Linked DNA regions of Mus musculus: regions 1 and 3 are each linked to region 2. The links are chromatin contacts, called in public promoter capture Hi-C maps. All regions are on one chromosome and are shown on one strand. The core of a region is the stretch at or near the end of the contact, and the rest is flanking DNA. Distances in the headings are between cores, read along the strand shown. Region 1 holds the start of Fam47e (family with sequence similarity 47, member E). Region 2 holds the start of Cxcl10 (chemokine (C-X-C motif) ligand 10). Region 3 holds the start of Scarb2 (scavenger receptor class B, member 2).

Region 1 (2,818 bases), core at 304-2,803, 220 kb before region 2:
TTTTGTTATTTGCTCACCAGTTGGTGGGTATTCAAGTTGTTGACACTTTTTGACTACGAGAAATACCACTGTTATGTAGGTTTAATGTGAAAGTTTCTGTGATCAGTAGCTCCCCTTCCAATAAAGAGGCTTCACTTTGAGCTGGGTGTAGTGGTGCACGCCTTTAATCCCAGCACTTGGGAGGCAGAGGCAGGAAGATTTCTGGGTTCGAGGACAGCCTGGTCTACAAAGTGACTTCTAGGACAGCCAGGGCTACACAGAGAAACCATGTCTTGAAAAAACAAACAAACAAACAAAAAAACCAAACCCACAACCCCCCCCCAAAAAAAAGAGGCTCCACTTTTAGCATGGCCCCAAGGGTCTTCATGGTGGATCCCCCTTCAGGTCCTTTCAAAACTAGGCCCCCAGTCCTTTGCTTTCTGAGCTTTAAACACAGTGGCCCCTCTCCATTCATCCTGCCTCCAATACACAGGAAGTTGTTACATAAGCTCCATTTGACTACAGTGTCTTTCTGGCTGCCACATATAAATGTTCTTTGTAAAAGTTAAGCTCTTACATAGCTCAAACTGGCTTTGAACCTCCTATGTGGTAGCACAGAAATTCTCAACTCTCCCTATGCTGTGACCCTTTAACACAGTCCCTCATGCTGTGGTGACTCCCAACCATAAAATTATTTTTGTTGTTACTTCATAACTATAATTTTGCTACTGTTATGAATCATAATGTAAATATCCAATATGCAGGATATCTGATACGTGACCCCCACGGGGGTTGAGACCACAGGTTAAGAACTACTGCCCTAGCGGGATACAGTGTCTCTTATGGAGGCGTAGAGATGCCAGACTCTTTAGGAACAGTAGTACCAGGCTGAGGAGCTGGGGATGGTGATGGTTTCAGCCCATCTTCATTCCTTGGGATGGGAGTTCTGGCTGAGGACATTATTACTAATACTGCCATTATCCAGCACATTTACATTAAAAGAAATAGAGGCGTGAAAGTGTCATTCAACTCACAAAGGAGTCGTGACCTACAGGTTGAAAACTGCTGATAACGCTAAGCTTTGGATCCTCCCACCTGTACCTCATAAGCATTTAGACTGCAAGCATGTTCCACCAATCCTGCTTATCTGGTCCCAGAGATTAAGCCCAACACGTTTTATGCACTAGGCAAGCGCTATTAACAACTGAGCTATAGCCTCAGCCTACGCCTTTCTTCTTGAGGGAGGTATTCTACCAGGATGGCCCCTGAACCTACCCTTTTTTCAGATATCCAAATATGAACTCGTCTTCCATTCATTTAAGAGATAGCTTTCAAGCACCAAACATGTGCTGGAGATTAAGCTTTGCCGATCCAACTGTGTAGATAACCGGAATCCCTACCTTTGCGTGGCTTCGGCTATGCAGGATGGAGAGAGACATCGAGGCAGACAATCACATGCCAGGTGCTCACGGATGATGCAAAGAAAATGTAAGGTGGGAAGCGGCTGGATGCAGGACAGCATCCAATTTCTACAGAGAGAGTCTCTCTGCTGAAGTGACACTGAGCCCAGGCCCAGAAGAGAAGAGCATCGAACAGCTTAAATATCAAACTAGACTGCAAGGTCAAAGGCCTTGGGGCAGAGTGCACAGCATGAGCAGATCGGTGTGGACTTTAGTCTGCATCAGGGAGCACCTGCAGGAGGGTGAGCACAGGAATGACAGGCAGGTGTGTGAGAGAATCAGTTTGTGCTCTGAGTGACACGCAGGCTTTAGAGAGGAGAATGCTGGACTACTGAATTAGCTCAGCAGCTAAAAAACATCTTTGGCCAAGCTTTAATCCCCAGGACCCCAGTGGGAGAAGGAGAGAACCAACTTCTACAACTTGTCCTTTGACCTCCAAGTGTACACTATGGCACACACATAACCTATACACACTAAAAATAAATTAAAATGTAATTATTTTTAAGTTTAAGAAGAGGAGAATGGGCTGGGGGAAATGGCTCCATGGGTAAAACACTTACTGCACCAGTGTCAGGTCCCAAGTTCAAATCCCCAGAACCCATGCAAGGCCAGGCTGGCAGTACAAGCCTGTAATACTACTGCTCTTACATGGAGGAAAGAGGCAGAGACAGAAGACTCCCTGGAAACTCACAAGCCAGCTGCAAACAACCAACAGATCCTGCCAGAAACAGGGTAGAAGGTGAGGACCCACACCTGGGTTGTCCTCTGATGGATATATGTGTGCCTTGGTATGCATAGCCATCCCAATCTCTCTCTCTCTCTCCCTCTCCCTCTCCCTCTCTCCCTCCCTCTTTTTCCCTCTTGCTCTTCCTCTCCCCTACTGTATGGGGGTGTGTGTGTGTGATTCCCCCAAGCCCATTCTCTTCTTCTTAAACTTATAAGAGAGAGAGAGAGAGAATGGGAATATGGAGGGGTAGGCCATGAAACCAGTTGTCTGCTATGAAGAAACACCATGACCAAGACAACTCTTACAAAAGTAAGCTTCAATGGAGGCTTGCTTACAGTCTCAGGGAGCTTGTCCCTTATCCTTACGGTAGGGAGGAGGCTGGCATGGCGGCACTGGAGCTTTAGAGACTGCACGGTTTCTCCAGCTTTACGCCCTGATCCACTGGCAGCAGGCAAAGAGAGAGCTAAGACTGCCCTGGTGTGGACTTTTTAAAAGACAAAGCCCATTCCCAATAACACACCTCCTCCAACACCTCCTAGTCCTTCCCAAGCCCTAGTAACTAAACATTCAAATCTGCGAGCCTATGGGGCCCATTCTCATTCAAAGCACCACACCATAGTTAATAAGCTATTGTGATGATCCAAACAAGACA
Region 2 (3,095 bases), core at 287-2,786:
TAACTTCAGCCAAGCAGACACAGGCAAGTCTGGAGCCTGAACCAAGGATCTGCTCTTTGGAGCCACTGCATAACCAAGTGTTTGAGAGCGTGGGCTACAGAGATGGAGTTTCTGGATTCCTAGAGGGTTGAATGAGGGAAAACTCTTGACTAACAGATGCTTAACACTACGCAATAGTTACTAAACTCTTTTCTCCTCAGTAAGGGACTATATATCCACTTGCTAACTGTTTTTTCTTAACATCCTCAAATCTGTTTTTCCTTCACATCTTGACTGAGAACTTGTACAATAACAAAATAAAATAAAACTGTCACCATGTATCTTTCTTTATTGTTTAATGTAAAACTGCTCAGCACCTCTTTCCACTCTAAAATTCTGAGGTTCCTACAGCGCAGCGTCTATTCTGCAGAAGCAGGTTGGGAGAGACTGCTCATGGCGTCCTCTCACAGTAGCCTTCTCCCAGCAGAAGGTTGCAAAACGAAAGTCTCTTGGCTTGTCTCTGCCCCCATTCCCTTCTGTCTGTCCTTCCAGATTCCACGGCTGTCCCGTGATTTGCTCCCTTGAAAGCTTAGCTCTGTTCTAGTCCTTGGACTACATCAATGTGGATTTTGCTCTCTAGAAATTTCTATCTTTCCCAAGCAGCAACTCCCTTCCTGTTCTGGTGACAGCTCCTGTTTCCCAGTTCCCGTTGGTGGGTACAGGTTTCACTCTTGGCCTCTGTTGTCAAGTTTTGAACCGGTACACTCCAGGCTCCTGTCCCATTCCCAGGATGAGTCACCTCCATCCCCTTCATCACTGTCACCTCTATGCGAGATCTATGTAACCTCACCTACTCTTCCAGGTCCCAGGTATCTGCTGCCTTGGGTGCTGTGCAGAGTGACATCCACACTCACTTTCATCCTTGACCCTGTAACCACACACTCACAAAGAAGACAATCAAAGCATCCCTGAGAGAATCAGCACGGGGCAACAATTAGCTTTGCAATTCCTCTTGTAACTTGTAAACATTAGTGTGACACTTCCGGCTTCTGTTCTGAATGCCTGCTCTAACTGTTCACTAAGTTGTATAGACTTTGGATCTGGCTAAATTTGGCGTGTGATTTTTTTTTAAAGTTTATTCCAAGTATTTTATAATAAAGCATATGAAGTAAAAAGCAAAAATAAACAGTGTAAACACAACAAATGTAAAAACCATGGTTAGAACCTGACTTAGATATCAGTTCTGTGTTTTATTTATGAGAGAAGGAAGATGAGAATTAAAGCCATTTCCAGACTTATTCTGCAAGGCACTGCATCTGATTTCTCAAACAGCTCACGCTTTGGAAAGTGAAACTTACCTCACTCGTTAAAAATTAAAAGGAGCACAAGAGGGGAGAGGGAAATTCCAAGTTCATGGGTCACAATAAACACAAGCAATGCCCTCGGTTTACAGGGGACTTCCCTCGGGTTGCGGAGCCTTGCTGAGTCATCTCCAAAGTCAGCCAATCAGGACTCAGGGAGGGAAACTCTTTGCAGATAAATACTCCTCAGCAGCCGGCACTCGAGAAGCGCTTCATCCACCGCTGAGAGACATCCCGAGCCAACCTTCCGGAAGCCTCCCCATCAGCACCATGAACCCAAGTGCTGCCGTCATTTTCTGCCTCATCCTGCTGGGTCTGAGTGGGACTCAAGGTAAGGGACACCAAGGCCATTTAATTAACGAAGTCAGAAGTCAGACGATTAAGCTCAGTTCTAAACACAGCATGTATTTAAGCTTTAATGTGTGTACCTATAAAGAAGAGGGAAGCAGGAAGAAATCCCTTCAGCTTGCAGAGTTTATCATAGGCTGGTTGAAGTCAGAGAAAAATAGAATAAAAGCAAAGGAACGAAGAAGGGAAGAAAGGGAGAAAAGGAGGAGGGAGGAGGAAGAAGGAGGGAAGAGAGAGTCAGGAGAAAGGGCGAAAGAGTGGGATGGGGTAAGGCACGGATGCCTCCTTGCCTGAGCCTAACCAATACTGTGAGCAGTGCATAAATGCAGGATTTCGTAACTGACAAGTTGCAGATCTCTCTTTACCATGACCAAGATATTCAAACACTCAGCCCTATGATACGATGGGATGCGTCTCTCCACAGATCAGACAGGGTCTGCTAAACACTACCTCATCCATTTTAAGTGCCTAAAATGAAACCGTGTGCTGACCTTCCTGGCTCTCCCCCTCTCTTCCTGCAGGGATCCCTCTCGCAAGGACGGTCCGCTGCAACTGCATCCATATCGATGACGGGCCAGTGAGAATGAGGGCCATAGGGAAGCTTGAAATCATCCCTGCGAGCCTATCCTGCCCACGTGTTGAGATCATGTGAGTACAAGCCCACCTGCCGATAAACGTCCCTCCCGTAACCACACAGTAAATAAGTGAGGGAAACCAGGAAAGATAGGGACGGGTCTGTGACTCTAACTAAGGCACAGTGCCTGAACTCTGACATGGACCTGCAGGGCCATCAGCTCTGTTGGCCTGACGTTAATCTGAGTATCTCACTCTTATTTCTATAGTGCCACGATGAAAAAGAATGATGAGCAGAGATGTCTGAATCCGGAATCTAAGACCATCAAGAATTTAATGAAAGCGTTTAGCCAAAAAAGGTAGGTTTGATGTTGCTTTTTCAGGAAATGGTGGTCTGGGGAGCAGCGCCTGCCCTGGGCTTTGCTGTGGGGCATCTGCCCTAAACTCATGGCACCGGCATGTGCCTTTGTCTCTCCATTTACACAGACACTGAGGTGCCTTCTTAGGTCATACATTCCTAGTGTCTAGAAGTGGAGCAGTTATTATACCTGTCACGGGTAAAGCTGCCAAATGCCCACCCCCCCCCCACTTCCTCACTTAAAAAAAAAAAAAACAAAAAACACACAAACCCATTCTGTCCCCTCAACCCCCACCCACCCGTGACCCATGGAGATTGTGTAGCAGAGGAAAATGCACCAGGCCTTTTGCCCCAGGGTCTTTGGGTTCCCAAAGTGAAAGCAGAGTCTATTCCGCTCAATACAGTTTCCTCTTCCTACAGGTCTAAAAGGGCTCCTTAACTGGAGTGAAGCCACGCACACACCCCGGTGCTGCGAT
Region 3 (2,738 bases), core at 101-2,600, 160 kb before region 2:
GAGAGAGAAATCTGTGCAGGTGCAATTGTCCTGAGTCTAACTAACTATGTAGTACACCAGCAACAGTGTAACTTTCATCTAAATTCATTTTTTTCATTGCACATACCTCCCCCCCCCCATTTTCTTTTAGATTTTATTTTACTCTGCTGGGTTTTTTCCTTTATCTATTTTTTCAATTTTAAGACAGAGCTTCTTTTGTGTGCTTCTATTTTGCTTGTTTTCTTTCCTCTTTTGAGACAAGGTCTCCCTCTATGGTACAGGCTGCCTCCAGTGTCACGATTATTTGAGTGTTTTCCATCCTGGTGGGCTGACTCCTTAATGATAAGGACACTGGCCTGGCCAAGAAAATGTCAGTTCAGATCTTCCCCTGCAGATGGCATTAGTGACTGATGAGCCTCTCAGCTGTTGAACACGACTGAAATCTATCCCAAGCTGGTAAAGACTAACTTCTCAAGGTTGCTCCCAGTCCGCTGATTAAGCACAACAGGGATATTTAAGGCAGGTCTACATCTGAGATATGTCAGAATTTGGGGACATGCCAGTTTGCCTCAAGGACTACTCTCTCCCCACGGCTTTGCTGAACTTGTAGGTATTACTTTGCACCCAGCTTCCCTACTTGCCTTTTCCCATTAACGAAATCACACCCCACCCCCCACATCCCAACTCCAGTTCCTCTTACAACCTGTACAGCACTTCTTTCTGCTTCATAATAGGGCTGCCGCGTGTTTGTGTGTCTGTATGTGTGTGCCAGTCACGGAACTAACCCTTATTCAACTGATGATGACAAAATAGACAACAAACACCTGCTCTACTTGACTTGCTTCTCTGTTAACGCCCTTTATCAGGACACAGAGCCTTTCAAAATCTGATCTCCGAGGGCTTGGCACCACAAACCCTACAGCATAAGGCCTAGACTACTCAACAGTTAACTCCCTTGCCTTCAGTCTGCGGAGGCAAACGCCTCCTCCTCACTTTCTTGAGGACACACTCTGACTTATTCCTGAAGACCCAGTTCAACCCAACAAGGCTCTGCAGGTACAAATCAGGCACAAGTCAGCAGGCACCTTGTAAAAGCATTAGTTACATTGTACTTAAATCTTCCAAGGAACTCGGGAGATCCTCTGGAGTAAGGGAAACCGCGCGTCCAGCCGGGGTTCCCCATGCTTGGCCCACCGTGGGCCCTCAGCAGAGATCTGAAGGAGAAAGAAAGCGGCAGAGCGAATGGGGAAGGGCGATTTCAGTTCCCTGGATGACCGCGCCGCCTGCAGGGAGAGGATGCAGGCGCAACCCCGCCGAATCGCAGGGGCCGCTGCAGGGCACATGACTGAAGGCCTCCGCCCGGCCCCTCCCGCTTCCCGGCGCAGTCGCCAGCCGTCACCATCACCGCCGCCGCGGCTTGCTGGCGAGCCCCACCAGCCCGCGTCACCGCTCTGCGCGCTCCCTGCACCTCCCTGGCTGCAGCAGCCGGAGAAAACGAAAGCCAGGCGGCCCCGGCACTCGCGATCGCACCGGCTCTGCTGCTCATTCCGGTATCTACTCCAGGGCTGTGCGCACTGCGCGGGCAGCGGCTGAACACGCACGGAGAAGGTGCGGGAGCCGCAGGGGCCCCGGGCTTTGGGCGGCTGCTGCTCGGCCTTGGCGGAGGCTTGTTCCAGCTCGCCGTTCGGTCCCAGGCCTGGCCGGTGAGCTGCGCGCAGTATGGGCAGATGCTGCTTCTACACGGCGGGGACGCTGTCTCTGCTGCTGCTGGTGACCAGCGTCACGCTGCTAGTGGCTCGAGTCTTTCAGAAGGCGGTAGACCAGACGATCGAGAAGGTGAGGCAGGCTAGTGTGTGTGTGTGTGTGTGTGTGTGTGTGTGTGTGTGGTGTCTTTCTAGGCCACCCTCCCATTGCGGACCCTGTGTGGGGAGAGTTGCGTTGGCGCCGAGCCTGCAGAACACAGCTCTTGTTTGCCTCCCCGGGTTGGCAGGATGTGGAGACTTGAGGTGACTCTTCCTTTTAAATAACCTGTAAGTCTACAGATCTCGACTTTGTAGAAAAGCCTTGCGTTTCCGTTCTATCCTTAGCAATTCTCCACACCCCTCTACGCACCCGGTCTATGTTGAGCCCTGTTTCCCTCGCACTTGACAAAGAAATAGAAATGCGTAAAAGCACCGCAGAAGAGGCTGGCTTTGTAGGCTTGCCCGCGCAGCCTTTGAAACGGAGTGAGCCTGGGGATGAGAAGTGGGTGAGAGGTCTATTGTGTTCTCCTTCCTGGGCTGGACAGGGTAGGGTAGGGTAGGGCAGGGCAGGGCAGGGCAGGGCAGGGCAGAGCAGATGGCAAACAGTCTAGGCTTTAGGAATGGGTGACATTTTATCCATTGCAGTTAGTGCTTAGCGGCTCTGTGTCTCGCAGACAGCCCTGTCTCTGTTTCATACTTGTGCTCATCAGCCATTACTTGGGTAATTAACGAATTTGGACCTGTCTCCCAGGGTGTTTGATGGGGCCTGAAAACTGGTCATGTGGAAGACTTCTCCATCCTGGGGCCACCCTGGTCACTTTTTTCTTTTACCCTTTCACCCACATTCACCAGGCACGGTGGAAAGAGGAACTGGAGAGAGTTACTAGGGTCACCTTTTCCTTTAAAAATAAAGAGCTAAACAAATGAGTCACTGGGGTAGCCTTTCTCATTAGCATCATTCTTATGCATAATGTCTCGCTGATCTCTGTTGCTGTCTCCCAGGTACAAAAGCTTAGG

What was found. Promoter capture Hi-C pulls out the DNA fragments that hold promoters and counts their contacts. Capture Hi-C pulls out chosen DNA fragments and counts their contacts.
Region 1: a promoter capture Hi-C map of embryonic stem cells shows a contact between it and region 2, with 2.4 times the contacts expected there. The contact joins the promoter of Fam47e here to the promoter of Cxcl10 in region 2. A contact is called at or near these places in 3 of 39 promoter capture datasets (embryonic stem cells and trophoblast stem cells) and 1 of 9 other capture datasets (liver).
Region 3: a promoter capture Hi-C map of adipose tissue shows a contact between it and region 2. The contact joins the promoter of Scarb2 here to the promoter of Cxcl10 in region 2. A contact is called at or near these places in 2 of 39 promoter capture datasets (liver and macrophages), 1 of 484 Hi-C or Micro-C datasets (megakaryocyte-erythroid progenitors), 4 of 115 datasets of contacts at active chromatin or transcription factors (effector CD8 T cells, memory CD8 T cells, microglia and 1 more) and 2 of 9 other capture datasets (adipose tissue and liver).

The regions. Positions count from the first base shown.
Region 1 is chr5:92,570,272-92,573,089 of GRCm38.p6, reverse strand. It overlaps Fam47e (family with sequence similarity 47, member E), which reads right to left and starts at 1,553. Exons shown (of 7, transcript NM_001033478.2): 1 at 1,380-1,553. The coding sequence starts at 1,501.
Region 2 is chr5:92,347,330-92,350,424 of GRCm38.p6, reverse strand. It overlaps Cxcl10 (chemokine (C-X-C motif) ligand 10), which reads left to right and starts at 1,536. Exons shown (of 4, transcript NM_021274.2): 1 at 1,536-1,671; 2 at 2,210-2,336; 3 at 2,531-2,620; 4 at 3,040-3,095. The coding sequence starts at 1,611. The coding sequence ends at 3,058. It also overlaps a transcript of Art3 not described here.
Region 3 is chr5:92,504,269-92,507,006 of GRCm38.p6, reverse strand. Scarb2 (scavenger receptor class B, member 2) reads left to right here and starts at 1,350. Exons shown (of 12, transcript NM_007644.4): 1 at 1,350-1,815. The coding sequence starts at 1,699.